Regions from separate parts of the Mus musculus genome. Here regions 1 and 2 are each linked to region 3. The links are chromatin contacts, called in public HiChIP or PLAC-seq maps. All regions are on one chromosome and are shown on one strand. Each heading gives the region's core, a stretch centred on a gene start, on an enhancer-like site or on the middle of the called end of the contact. The rest is flanking DNA. Distances are from core to core; before and after follow the strand shown.

What was found. HiChIP or PLAC-seq counts read pairs in DNA pulled down with a chosen protein or histone mark.
Region 1: a contact with region 3 is called in an H3K27ac HiChIP or PLAC-seq map of embryonic fibroblasts, with 3 times the contacts expected there. The contact joins the promoter of Sbf2 here to the enhancer-like site in region 3. A contact is called at or near these places in 13 of 39 promoter capture datasets (the 3T3-L1 cell line, the C10 cell line, cranial neural crest and 9 more), 1 of 484 Hi-C or Micro-C datasets (extraembryonic endoderm stem cells), 12 of 115 datasets of contacts at active chromatin or transcription factors (bone marrow-derived macrophages, craniofacial prominence, embryonic basal ganglia and 8 more) and 2 of 9 other capture datasets (adipose tissue and pancreatic islet).
Region 2: a contact with region 3 is called in an H3K27ac HiChIP or PLAC-seq map of trophoblast stem cells, with 4 times the contacts expected there. The contact joins two enhancer-like sites. A contact is called at or near these places in 1 of 15 datasets of contacts at CTCF or cohesin (large pre-B cells), 6 of 115 datasets of contacts at active chromatin or transcription factors (bone marrow-derived macrophages, craniofacial prominence, embryonic fibroblasts and 3 more) and 1 of 9 other capture datasets (embryonic stem cells).

What each region holds. Positions count from the first base shown.
Region 1 is chr7:110,612,786-110,617,215 of GRCm38.p6, forward strand. It overlaps Sbf2 (SET binding factor 2), which reads right to left and starts at 2,135. Exons shown (of 41, transcript NM_177324.2): 1 at 1,922-2,135. The coding sequence starts at 1,976.
Region 2 is chr7:110,642,738-110,647,164 of GRCm38.p6, forward strand. No RefSeq gene overlaps it. Among named protein-coding and RNA genes, the nearest start is that of Gm28863, 14 kb to the left of the region's middle. Within about 2 kb of position 2,819, at least 43 of the 459 cell types and tissues checked have an H3K27ac peak or open chromatin away from gene starts, as enhancers often do. A contact at or near this core is called in trophoblast stem cells, where this site is marked.
Region 3 is chr7:110,400,490-110,404,544 of GRCm38.p6, forward strand. The region is part of intron 16 of Sbf2 (SET binding factor 2); the gene reads right to left. Among named protein-coding and RNA genes, the nearest start is that of Gm32861, 110 kb to the left of the region's middle. Within about 2 kb of position 1,747, at least 19 of the 459 cell types and tissues checked have an H3K27ac peak or open chromatin away from gene starts, as enhancers often do. A contact at or near this core is called in embryonic fibroblasts and trophoblast stem cells, where this site is marked.

The DNA of each region.
Region 1 (4,430 bases), core at 885-3,384, 210 kb after region 3:
GCACTATAGCTGTCTTCAGACACACCAGAAGAGGGTATCAGATCCCTTTACAGATGGTTGTGAGCCACTATGTGGTTGCTGGGAATTGAACTCAGGACCTCTGAAGAGCAGCCAGGGCTCTTGACCTCTGGGCCATCTCTCCAGTCCTGAATTTCCTATTTTGACAACTGTACTGCCATTGTGTAGACCAATGTTCCTGTTTGTATAAAATTCACGATAAACCATTCTGAGTGAAGGAGCATAAGGGCAGTAGCTTCCTCTTAAAATGTCCGAAAAATAAAATAACAATAATTATGTATCATACTTACAACTTTTTCAAGTTTGTTACTGTTTCAAAATTGTTGTGGGTGTGGGAGGAGGACAAATATCTGTGAGTTCAAGGCCAGCCTGGTCTACATAGGAATTCCAGGACAGTCAGGGCTCTGTAGAGAAACCCTATCTTGGGGGGCGGGGGGGGGGGGGGCACACAAGATAAAATTGTTGTGGGTGAAGAACAATGTAACTAAAAATGGAACAAGGTGAAAAACAAAACTGATTCTGCACACTGGCAATCTTACCAGACTGACAGACTATGTCACCTTGGTAAGAGACTCAAAATTTTCTAAGAAAGGACAGGGCATTTTGGAGCAGCCAGAAGATTCTCCAAATACAGCCCGACGTCTTCTCCTTTTATTTATTGTGTGTCTTCATGGTGGGAGTGGGCATGCATGCCAGGGCACACCCAGGAAGGTCAGAGGACAACTGTGGGCAATCAGTTCTTGCCTGGCACCTTTTCATGGCTCAGGTCTCCAGGCTTGCCCAGCAAGAGCCTGCTTCTCCTAATTGACCTCAATTAGGTAGTGGTGAGAAAAGAATGTGAAGGCTCCCATCTCTGAAATAAATCCTTAGGGATAAATAATAAAAAGAGGTGGGCAGAACAATGGTATGCTGGTGCAACGACTAACATCAGCAAAGCACAACCTAAGCACCTCGGGGACATGGAAGGGGGTGGAGCGCTGGTATCTAAAATCCCTTGCAACTGCGAGACTGTAGCTTCCCCTGCTCTACAATAACCTTGTTAGCACATCCCGCTTATCTATAAACAGCAACACAAAGAGATACAATTACGAAAATGAACGTGCATGAGCCCTGTATACTTCTGGTTGTGCTAGTCCACCGAAGTGTAAAAAGCAACCTATCTGCCAAACTGTTCCTTGTGAAAAATTCTCGGCCGAGAAAAACCAGAGAACAATCAAAACACGTGAGAGCTAAGTGAGAGAGAGCACCTGCAGTGGTCGGCCGGCTCTCTTTGCTTAGCAGAGTCCTTTCATTCTGGAATGCCGACACATACGTCCTGAAACAATTTTCCTAGAAATGTTTCAAAGTGCTCGGATCCTTTGACCTATCCAAGTACCCGGCGTTCGGCCGGGATGTCCAGCCTCCCCCTCCCCCCACACACACCCCGGGCCGGCGGGAGGCAGCGCAGGACTCTCGGCACTTCCTTTCCGGGAGGACTGCCCCCAGCGTCACTCCTATTCAGGATGCAGGACACAGTGTATCCCTAGGAGCCTCGTACAGTGTGCTCCCGCCCTCCCAACTCCACAGGCACGAGGGCGCGGTCCCGGGTGCCAGCCGCCTCCGCAGAAGCGCGTGGCGGCGCGCGGGCAGGCTCGCCACCGGTCCGGCCCGCCAGTCCCCGGCCGCACCGCCGCGGCCTAGCCCCGCTACCGCCGTCCGACGGTTCCCTCACACACGCCCACCGCAGCCAGGCTCGGCCCCGCCGCGAAGGCCGACACCAGTCGACCCGCAGCTCCTCCACCGCGGGACCCGGCCCGCCCGCCTCCCCGCCTCCCAGCCGCGACGCCCGGCCCCGCCGAGCCCACTGGACGGCTGCCGGGGGCGGAGGCGAAGCCCGGGGGCGGCGCCCGCCCCACACCCTTACCTGGCTTCTCGTGGTCGTAGCCTACCACAATGAAGTAGTCGGCCAGCCGGGCCATGACCGCCGCCGCCGCGCCCGGGAAGCGGGTTCCCGTCGCCGCCCTCGCCGCCGCCGCCGCCCACCCGGCCCGGGCGAGCTCAGCATTTTCCCTTCGGCGGCTGTAGCGGTAGCAGCGGCGCTTCAGCCATGTTTGACAACCGAGGCGCTCACTGCGCCTGCGCCGCGCCTCGCGCCCGCCCCTCCCCCGCCCCACCCGAAAGGGCTCGACGACCCAGTGCCCGGCGTCCGCGAACCCACGCGGCGCCCGGAGGCCGCTCGGACACGCGGCTCGCGAGGTGGGCGGCCCGGCGCGGCCTGGCCTCGCGCCGCCACCGAGGCCGGGCGCTTAGAGGCCCAGCTGCTGCCTCAACGCCCCCCACCCCCGCCCGGTTCTTTATTTTCCTGGAGCAGGGGTCCTTCCTTCCGCCATCTCCCTTTTGCAGTCGGGGGGAAAAGGGGATGGAGGGGTGCGGGGTCACTTGGAAAGTTTGTTCTTTGGTGCCGCTTGCTGCCACCGGCAGCACGGATGAAATTCTCCCGCCCTCGGCTGGAAGCTTGGAATTTGCACCGCCAAGGCTTTTTGCTGCACGTTTCCTGTTTATGTTGTGCAGATGGGAATTTTAGAAACATGCCACCAAGCAGGCGGGGGAGGAAAAGACTTGCGCAATCTTCAGAGGCGCCTCTGGTTTCGGGGCTGCCTGGGCTGGGGGCGGTCAGCTTGGGCTTTCCTCTGAGTGCCCCAGGGAGTTATTCCACCTAGGAACAGGGGCATCCCCGGGATCCTCCTAAAATGGGCCGGTCTCTCCCCGGGGAGCCCCGCCCGCCTGACTTTCACTGCCTTTTTCACTGTCTCAGGACTTTTCAGGCTGAAGCAGGTGTTAACTTCAAGTTGCTCTACTGCAAACACTCCACAGAATTCATAGGGCACTTTGAGAGCCTAGAGAGCATTCAAGTCGATTGCGTTTTTAAGAAATATCTCCTACCGATGTTTTCTAATTTGGCTGGCACACTTGGATTTGTCACTTTTTTTTTTTAACTTTGTTACTTCTTAATGATCATGAAATTTTAGTAGTAGTGTATGTATTTGAACTATGAAGTTTTCAGAACCTATGGTTTAGAAGTGATCGTGAAGCCATCGTTCACTGAGGGTTTGATCCTTCTATAGATTGTACGTAGTAGGTTCTAACGTGCCTAGTGCAACACACGCCCTCTGCCAAAGACCAGCAGAAAGCTAGTGCCTGGAGCTGTGAACTCAGAGTCCAAAGGGTCATAGTCTCAGCTGCTCTGACTAATTCTCTCTTCTGGGCCAGCGTTCCCCTTTCCCGCTTCCGCGTTGGAAATTGAACTTAGGGCCTCCTACATGCTGGGCAAGCCTGCTACCGTTAAACTATATCGACAGCAAAAGGCCAGACCTTTCAGCAGGTCTGAGAGGGTTGGGCTATGCTAGAAGAATTGAAAGGGAAGGGGTACTTTACCTCGGGACCTCCTTTGTAATCAGCTTCTAGTCAGACGGAATCAGCATACCTGCAGTGATGAAAACTAGGTTAGTTTTCAAAATAATGAAAGCAAACAAAACAACCTGCCACACCTCATAGAGAAAATTTCCAGGTAACTTCCCTGGGAGCTCTTCCTCCACTTTTTCAGTAAAGAGTAATCTCACTTCCTCTACAGACTGCCATTCCAGTGCTTAACAGCCATGGTAGAAAGTCCTTCCCTATTCTGTCGGCGGCGTTGTCCTCCTGGAACTGCCTTGATTACAGCTGGTAGGGGATGGATTCCATATAAATTATTATTGTGGGGATTTGTTCCCTCAATTTTACTTTTTTTTTTTTTAATTTGGGATAAGGTCTGGGAAGATGATTCAGCAGTTGAGAGACCTGTGCTGCCTGCCCTTCCAGGGGACTGGAATTGATTCCCAGCAGCCACAGGGACAGTTCACAACCATGTGTGACTCCATTTGCACAGGATCCAATACCTTCTGGCTTCCTCCAGCAGCAGGCATGCATGTGGCACACAAACATCCAAGCATCCATACACATAAAATATTAAAAATATTTAATACCTTGTGGACAATGACTACATCTGTCTAGTTTCAAACATTTTCTTCACCCAAAATCCATTAAACAGACATAACTATTTCTCTCTCTAGGTCCTGGCTATAACACCATTACTTTCTGATTCTATAAGTTTGCCCATTGTAAGATACTTCCTATAACTTGAATTATAAAGTATATGCCATTTTGTGTCTAAGAATCCTGCTTGCTTTATTGTTTCCTAGTTCTAACCCTACTTTATTGTCAGTACTGCCTAGAGTTACATTGGAGCTTCAGTGCTACATTCCCCTTACTGCTAAATAACCCTGCACTGTCTGTGTGACCATGTTTTGCCTATCCACTGGTAGGTTGGGGCATTGTTTCTACTTTATGGGTACTGGCACTATGACCATGTATAGAAAGTATGTGAATGTCAATTT
Region 2 (4,427 bases), core at 1,569-4,068, 240 kb after region 3:
CGCGTATGCAGGTGCATGTGCCTGGTACACACATATGGAAGCCAGAGGGAGTCTTTAGACGCCTTGTTGTGTTTCTCTTCCTTGGTCTCTTGAGACAGGGTCTCTCGATGAGCCAGGAGCTATGCTGGGAGTCAGCAAGTCCCAGAGTCCCCACGGCTATCCTGTCACCTCGCACTTTCCCAGGACAGACTTTCCACAAGCTTCCTGGAATCTGAACTCAGCAAGTGCTCTTAACCCACTGAGCCATCCTTCCAGTCCATACCTGCTCTTTCTCCAACCCAGCACAGAAAGCTGAAGCAGTGGATAAACTGGTTTAGCTCGGATAATTTATACAAGGAGCCAGACTTGAGCATCTCTAACGTTCCACCCCCAACTCCAATATTCTAAGGTATTTTATTCAGGGAAAGATGAACATCGAAGAGCCCCAGTAACACAGCCATCTTTTCTAAGCAGTTCCTCTGTATACGTGCTCCCCAGAACGTCCAGTTCTGAAGCTTACAAGACCCAGTTATTTCAAGACGGCACAGCTTGGAAAAAGAGGCCTGGACAGAGAAGACCAGTTAATTTCAAGGCTGCAAAACCCATTCTTTCTCCCGGTAACAGAATGAGAGCAAGGGACATTTGACCCTTCCAAGATGTTTCCTAATGTGAAATACAAGGTATGCACACAATCTTGCTTTCTGACAGATCCTTGAAAAAAAAATCTGGCATCTTAACGATCCCTCTTAAAATACCAAAGATGGGGGCCAGAAGGGAACTTTTCTTTCTGAACAATGACCGAGAAGGGAATTCTAATGAATATTTTGGCACACAGATGTCATTTTCTGGCTCTTTCAGAACCCAAGAGCAGTGGGTCATAATTAAAGCTGCTGATGGCAACTCCAGACAGTCCACCCAAATGTTTTCTCCGTGCTGTCAATTCCCTGCATTAAATGATTTAACATCATGTTTGTGTAGTTGAACATATACACAGAGGGAAATTAAATGCTGATATGAGTTCTGGAGTATTTCTCCAAAAGATATTGTTTATTACATTCAAAGGATTAGTATAATGTTGTCCTTAGCTGATAAATTGACATGACCCTTTCCACGAAGAAAGCTGAGCGGTTCATCCTGAAGATGGCAGAATAAGGTAACATTGCCTGTCTGCTTTCCCCTCCCCTCCTTCCTCTGTCCCACTCTCATTCTCTTTCTTGACAGGATCTTGTGTAGTACAGACTGGCCTTGAGCTCACCATATAGTGGAAGACGACCTTCCAGTTCTCATCTTTCTGCCTCCACATCCCTGGTACTGGAATGGCAAGAATGTGCCACGACTTCGGTAACACCAGGGCACATTGCTGGTGACTGACAGCCTAGGCAGGCATTGAGCCACACTCCCAGCCAGCCCCAAGATTATGTTTTCTGTCGGAAAGTAAACCCAGCTCATACATCTGAAGTTGAAGTCACACATTAAGTCACAGAATATTGTCCCCATCTGCCACACCACCTTTCCGGAGGCTCTCCCAGGAGTGGTGGATGCTGCAAGTTCAGTTATGTAACTTGTAAAGGGCCAAGGCTCAGTTTTCTGTCAACTCAACTTTCAGAAAGAAAACCCACAAGTACATCTGTTTGCAAGATCTGTTAGGATTTTAGGAACCAGATTTCCAATTTTTTTTTCTTTAGTAATTTTTGTTCATTTTACCAAAGAGCAAAATCCTCCATCTTCCCCTTCATCCCTCCCTCCTCCATCTTCCCCTTCATCCGTCCCTCCTCCTCCATCTTCCCCTCCATCCCTCTACCCTCCTCTAAAAGATAAGTGTTTCAGTTTATTTTTTGATGGAAACAGAGCAGCTAAATCCAAGTGTTTCTAAGGAGCCCGACTAGAGCACCATTTTGTAATGAAATAAACTGACAGTTCACAATGCTTGTATTTCATGTGTGAGTGAATGTGTGTGTGTCTCTGTCTGTCTGTCTGCTCGCATGTGAGTGCTGCATGTTTGCATGCCACAGTGTGCATGTAGAGGTCAGAACACAATAGGTGGAAGTTGGTTCTCTCCTTCTTTAATCCTTTGGTTCCCAGGGATTAATTAAACTCAAGTCCTCAAGTTTGGTAGCAAGTAGTCTTATCCACTGAGCTATCTGGCAGGCTCCAGTCCTTACTTACTTGTCCTGCAAAGCAATTCAGCAAAGGACTGGCCTGCAAAATCCAGCACAGCACTATAATGCAAACCTTCCAACTGCAACATGCACACTAGTACTACGTAAGGCAAGGAAGATACAGGGCCAAGTGGGGGAGTGATCATAACTCTGTCAGCCCATGAGCCCAGTGCTACAGCAGCTGCTGGTTGTGATGGGACTTTCTAAGGTCTCTAACTTGCCAGGTACCTCAGCTTTAGGTTCTATTAATTCCCTTTCTCAGCCCCTACATTCTAGCTTTGGATAACATAATGGAGCAAAAACACTGCTGTGGAAACTCACTTGTCAGGCACTCCGCTACTTCACCATGTTCTTTGAGGGCCTCTCCTTTGTGAGGAAGCCGTGAACTAAAATGCCCTGACATTGGGTCACAGGCTATGAAAGATGCATAGCTAGAGCCGGTGTGATCTGGACAATCCTGCCGGCAGTCGCTGCCCTGCTCGGCTCACAGAAACCAGGAAAACTTCTGGCTTTGGACTGGGGCTTTTGGGAGAGTCTCTTTTTAAAATGCACAGAGCCCACTGGAGAGGACTCTACACTACTCACATGACAAAATGGTGGCGAGCCATCTCTAGGCCAGTGGGGTGACTCAGATGTGATTATGCCCCACACTCTGTTCTCATGCCATGCCAAAGAGTGAAAAACTGTAACCCTCTGCTGCCACCTGCTGTTTCCTTTGGAATACATTATTGGAATTAGTCTAGGCATGTGTATCAGTTGATCTTTGCCAAGTGCCTTGAGGAATTTGGGGGCTGTGAAATGTATGTTTACATAGTTCTGTACCAGCAGGTCTGCTGTGTGCTAGAATAAACTGTAGGGTCCCATGGGTGCTTGCTGTCTTTTAAGTTAGTTCAATGGCTGTCTGCCCCATCTAGTAGAATAAGCTTGGTGAGACTCCCTGAACCCAGGGAGGACCTACAGGGCCCTTGAGCAAGATCCAACCCTTAAGAATTTGAGTATCTTCCTCATGGGACAGTGATGCCATATGGGCCATAATTGAAGGCTGGCTCCTGCATAGACTGTTCTCTGAAGGACGTATCAATGGGTAGTATTCCTCGTAAGTACCCCCTGCCCTGCTCCGGAAGTGGAAATGCTCTTCCGAGTAGAGCTGGCCAGCAGGCTTCAGCTCACGTTTACTTGTGACATCATCAGATGTCTTATCTTTGCCTTCTTTGAGGAAGCTGAGGCAGATTGAGGAAGTGGCATCCCCAGGGAAATGAAGATAATACTCTTAGGTGATAGACTCTGAGTTCAGGTTAGATGTAGAGATAATGGTAAAGAGTTAAGAGTCATAAGCTTGGATGGGTCTGACAGGGGCGCTTAGTCATCTGATTGCAGGCACAGAGGACAGACATCACCTGTCTTGACAGTTCTAGAAAGTGGGATTTTCCTCTTTGCTGTCTTCAGGAAGATGCACTCACACGCACACTTCTTTCTGTTATCATCATTGATTTTGGGAATTCTTTAAATAGTGATCTTTTGTTGTTGTTTTGTTTTGTTTTTTTTTTTTTATTGGCAGAGATTAACGAGCCTGTTAGATGGATTTTCATATAAATCTGTTTATTTATTTATTTATTTTTGTTTGTTTGTTTGGCTGGTTGGTTTTTTAAGACAGGGTTTCTCTGTATAGCCCTGGCTGTCCTGGAACTCACTTTGTAGACTAGGCTGGCCTCGAACTCAGAAATCTGCCTGCTTCTGCCTCCCGAGTGCTGGGATTAAAGGCGTGCTCCACCATGCTCAGCTAAATCTGATTTTTTTTAAGTCAAATCTGATAGTTTTTAGATGACATAAAGTATTAAGGAAATGACCCTTGATAGTTTCTCCTATCAGACTGAGCCTGATAAGACCAGGTATACGATGGCTCATTACTCAATGTCTTGCGCCACAGCTCCTACTTAGGCCCACATTTATTGAATGACTGAGCTGATCACCTATGCACTCATCTGCAGAAATCCTGGAGGAGGTAGGGGTGGGGGTGGGGGAAGGGAGGAAGGAGTAGGAGGAAGGCTTCTCAGAATTACTCAGATGAACAGCTCATGGTATACAAAGCATACATACTAGAGTGTGACGAGGAGACAAAAGGTACACTATAGAGGCTTCAAAATACAGATGCATTGCTTTTAGAGTAAGTATGGCTCTTGATAAATTCACAAAAACTCATAACACGCAAAATTCCTTCCACCCGTGTCTTGCCCTGTTACTGTGGTTCACAAGCTTGTGTTGTGTTTATGTTTCATGCATTTTCTTGTT
Region 3 (4,055 bases), core at 497-2,996:
GCATCTGAAGCTCTATTATGGCCTCTGTGGGTACAGGTACCCACATGGTACACATGCATACATACTGGCAAAACATTACTCACATAAAGTAAAAACAAGAACAAGAACAACAACAACAACAACAAGAAGATATAGGTACAGTTTAATAGAAAAGTAGCAAAGAAAATAACTACAAGAACTGAAAAATGGATTACATGAAATTTAGAAGTTTTAATAGGAAAGAAAACGATCAGAAAAATGAACTGTCCATAGGACAGTAGAAAACTTTTGCCAGCCTTATTTTGGACAGGAGGTTCATATTTAGACTGTATAGATAACCAGAATAATTAAAATACCAAAACCAAACTCTCAAACAGAGCAAGGATCAGAAGAGACAGTTTACAAAAGATGGGTTAAGACATTGGGGGGTAGGTGCTGGAGAGATGGCTCAGCAGTTAAGAGCACTGGCTGCTCTTCCAGAGGTTCTGAGTTCAATTCCCAGCAACCACATGGAGGCTTAACAATTGGCTATAACTGTAGTGCCATGGGACTCAATACCCTGTTCTGATGTTCAGACATACACATAGATAAAAGAAACAAACATATGAAGTATTTTAAAAAGTATTCAACATCCACAGCCATTAGAAAAATGCAAATTAAAACTTGAGATTCCATCTCATCCTAGTTAAAATGGTTATTATCAAGTAAATAACAAATGCCGGAAAGGATCCTGGAAAGGATGCAGGGAAAGAGACACCATTATTAAATGTAAACTAGTAAACCACTATGGAAATCAGCCTCCAGGTTTCTCAAAACAGAACAAAGAACAGAACTACCATTAAGACTTAGCTATACTCCTAGGTTTATACCCAAAGTATTCCATACCCACAGACACTTGCAAATTTATCACTACTCTGTTCTCAACAATAAAGAAAAGTAATTAGCCTAAAATGGTCACACACACACACACACACACACACACACAATTTGGCCATGAGGAAAAATAAAATTATGAAATTTGCAAGAAAATTGATGGAACTGAAAAATATTAAGTGAGATGACACAGATGCAGAGAGACAAATAGCACATGTTTTCTCCTAGACATGGATCCTAGCTTCAGCCCATCCCCACATACACCCCCTCCCCTCCACACATGAAGATCCAGAAATAAAAAGGCAAAGACATGAGGGCAGCCATGTTGTTTATGCTAGCTCTATGAGGATTTGTGCTGGAATCTGGATACCTGTTGTATAGATATTAAATTGGACCAAATGATCTTTGGCTTTAGATTAAAAAGAGTTTCAGCTATAAATGGGGTTAAGTGCTGGAACTATTTTAGTTATGTCTTTCTTTCAGGCACACACATGCCAGGAGACAGGAGTGGAGAAGAAGAGAGACAATCTCTGTGAATAATAAAACCAACTGAATGAAAGATGACTTCAGTGCTTACCTTGCATCCACAGGGCCTTGTACCCTAACACCTACCCCACACAAACAGGAAGATGATTTTGAAGCTAAGTCATTATGCTGGAATCACATTTAGATTTTATCTTAAGATATGGTCAGGCCACATAGAGAACCCTGCGCCTTTTTCCTATATGGTATCATGTAGGCCTCCATCATTTCCATAAATCTTATAAAATAATCCAGGGACAGAGCAAAAACTGTTTATCTTTTCCCGCTTGACTATTCTTTACCCCCTTAGGACACTGCTATGTTCAAGAATGTCATCTATGTCCCAGCACATCTGAATTTCTTTAACAGAAATGCTTTGCATGTTTCTGAAGACTGTCATGAGGCCCAAGGCAATAAAGTTCAACAGACTTGAGCTGTAATCTTCTCCCAAGGAAATGGTTGGGATGCCAAGATGCCTTTTGACTTTGACTTCACAGCAGGCCTTCATTTGTAATGATGCTGTCCAAACTTTAAGTGACAACAGCTGTGATATGAAGCTCTACACATTCATTTATAAAAACTTCCCACAAATTAAAAAATTAAAGAACAGTGGATTTCAATCCATGACCAATTAGCAGAGGCCCAGCAACCATAAAACATTTAGATTAGGAAGAGCTATTTATTATTTTACAAAATGTTTACACATTGTAGCGAATGTCTAAAAACTTTTTGCCAGTCAAACACTGATTGCAAAATATAAATATAAAATTCCTCGCAAATCACGTTAGAGACATTAATTAGGGTAAAGATGGAAAACTTCTAAAACAATAAGGCTACAGCTATTGACACAGCGATTGCATTCCAGAACAGTGCAGTTATCTATTGGGAATCAGTTCCCAAAAGCACATTCTGGAGTCCCCTGTGCTGTGGCAACATAACAGGCTTGCAGTTACAAATGTACCAGGCAATTCATGAACTTGCAAGGACTAGCACACTTATGCTTTACTCTCAACTTCAATATGTAATTTACCTTTAATTATTCTGCTACAATTGGAAAGTGAGCCTTGTAATCTTAATTGCCATTCATCTCTAAGCACTTAGTACTTTTATCCTGCATACTTTTTAACTGTTTTGGCCAGCCGTCCTATTTCATAAAACTTTGGAATCTCTTAAAATTGTTATATTTAAACATTTAAAAATGAAAATCAAAGGTATTGTACATTAATGGAGCTAACTATAGAACTTAGACTAGGTAGCTTAGGAAAAAATGAAATATAAAATAGCGGTGAATTATCTGATCAGGTATGGGGGGGCAGGAGAGAAGGTTTGAAGGCTAGCAGAATGAATGAAAATGTGTAACCTCAGGGGTGACAGTAGGGGGACTCTCTAGAAAGTACCAGAGACCTGGGAGGTGAGAGACTCTCAGGACACAAAGGGAGGGACCTCAGGTGAGATGCCTGACAGTGGGGAGAGGGAACTTATTTTAGAGTCCACCTCTGGTAGAAAGACATAGCATCAAGTGGTGATGGGGTTGCCATCCCATAGACAAAAACTCTGATCCAGAATTGTTCCTGTTTAAAAGAACTGCAGGGCCAAAAATGGAGAAGAGACTGAGGGAAAGGTGGTGCAGTGGCCAGCCCAACTTGGGATCATCTTCTCAAGTGGAGGTTCCGCTATTACTGATGTGTCTTACAGACAGGAGCCTAGCATGGCTGTCCTCTGAGAGGCCCAACAAGCAGCTGAGACAGATGCAGATACTTACACCCGACCATTGGACTGAAGTTGGGGACCCCTGTGGTTGAATTAGGGAAAGGCTGGAAGAAGTTGAGGAGGAGGGTAACCCCATAGGAAGATCAGCAGCATAAACTAGCTGATATGAGGCCCCCCAACACATATATGGCAGAAGACTGCCTGGTTTGTCCTCAGTGGGAGATGTGCCTCACTCTGGAGAGACTTGAGGCCCCATGGAGTGAGGGAGGCCTGGCAGGGTGGGGGGTGGGAACATACTCTTAGAGATGGGGTGGGATGGTGGGGTGGTAGGTTGGAGGGGAGGAGGGGAGGAATGAAGAACTGTGGGAGAGCAGACCAGGAAGGGGGCAACGACTGGATTGTAAAAAATTAAAATAAATAAAAGGAAAAAAAATAGCTGTGAATTGTCCAAAGTCTTGAAAATATTTGCATCTTCTACACAGGAACTAAAACCAAACCACCTCTTTATATTACAACATTCTCCTTAAGTCTCAGCTATGATCTGACTATTACAGAATTATAACTAGACTCTCCTGCCAGGCTTGTAAACTTGTCATGGTAGACTCATGAGGTGATGTGGACTGTCTCAATAACCACTCCAGCTCCCCTGCTATGAGCTGTAGCCCAGGGAGTCAGCTTTATTCACTCTATTGTACACTGTACTCATTCCTATCATAACAACATCCCTAGGGAAAGGATTCATTATTTTCTCTGTCATTTACCCACGCTACCCTCAACCCTGTAGCACTTTTATATGCCTATCCTTACAGCTCTTGAAGTACAATGTTAAGAAAAAAAAAGGTGGCAAATACATTTCACTATAGTTTCAGCTTCAGTCACACACACACACACACACACACACACACACACACACACAGAGTCTTAAATTCTTCTCAACCTTAATTTTAATAATGGTTCTTAAATGTTTTAAC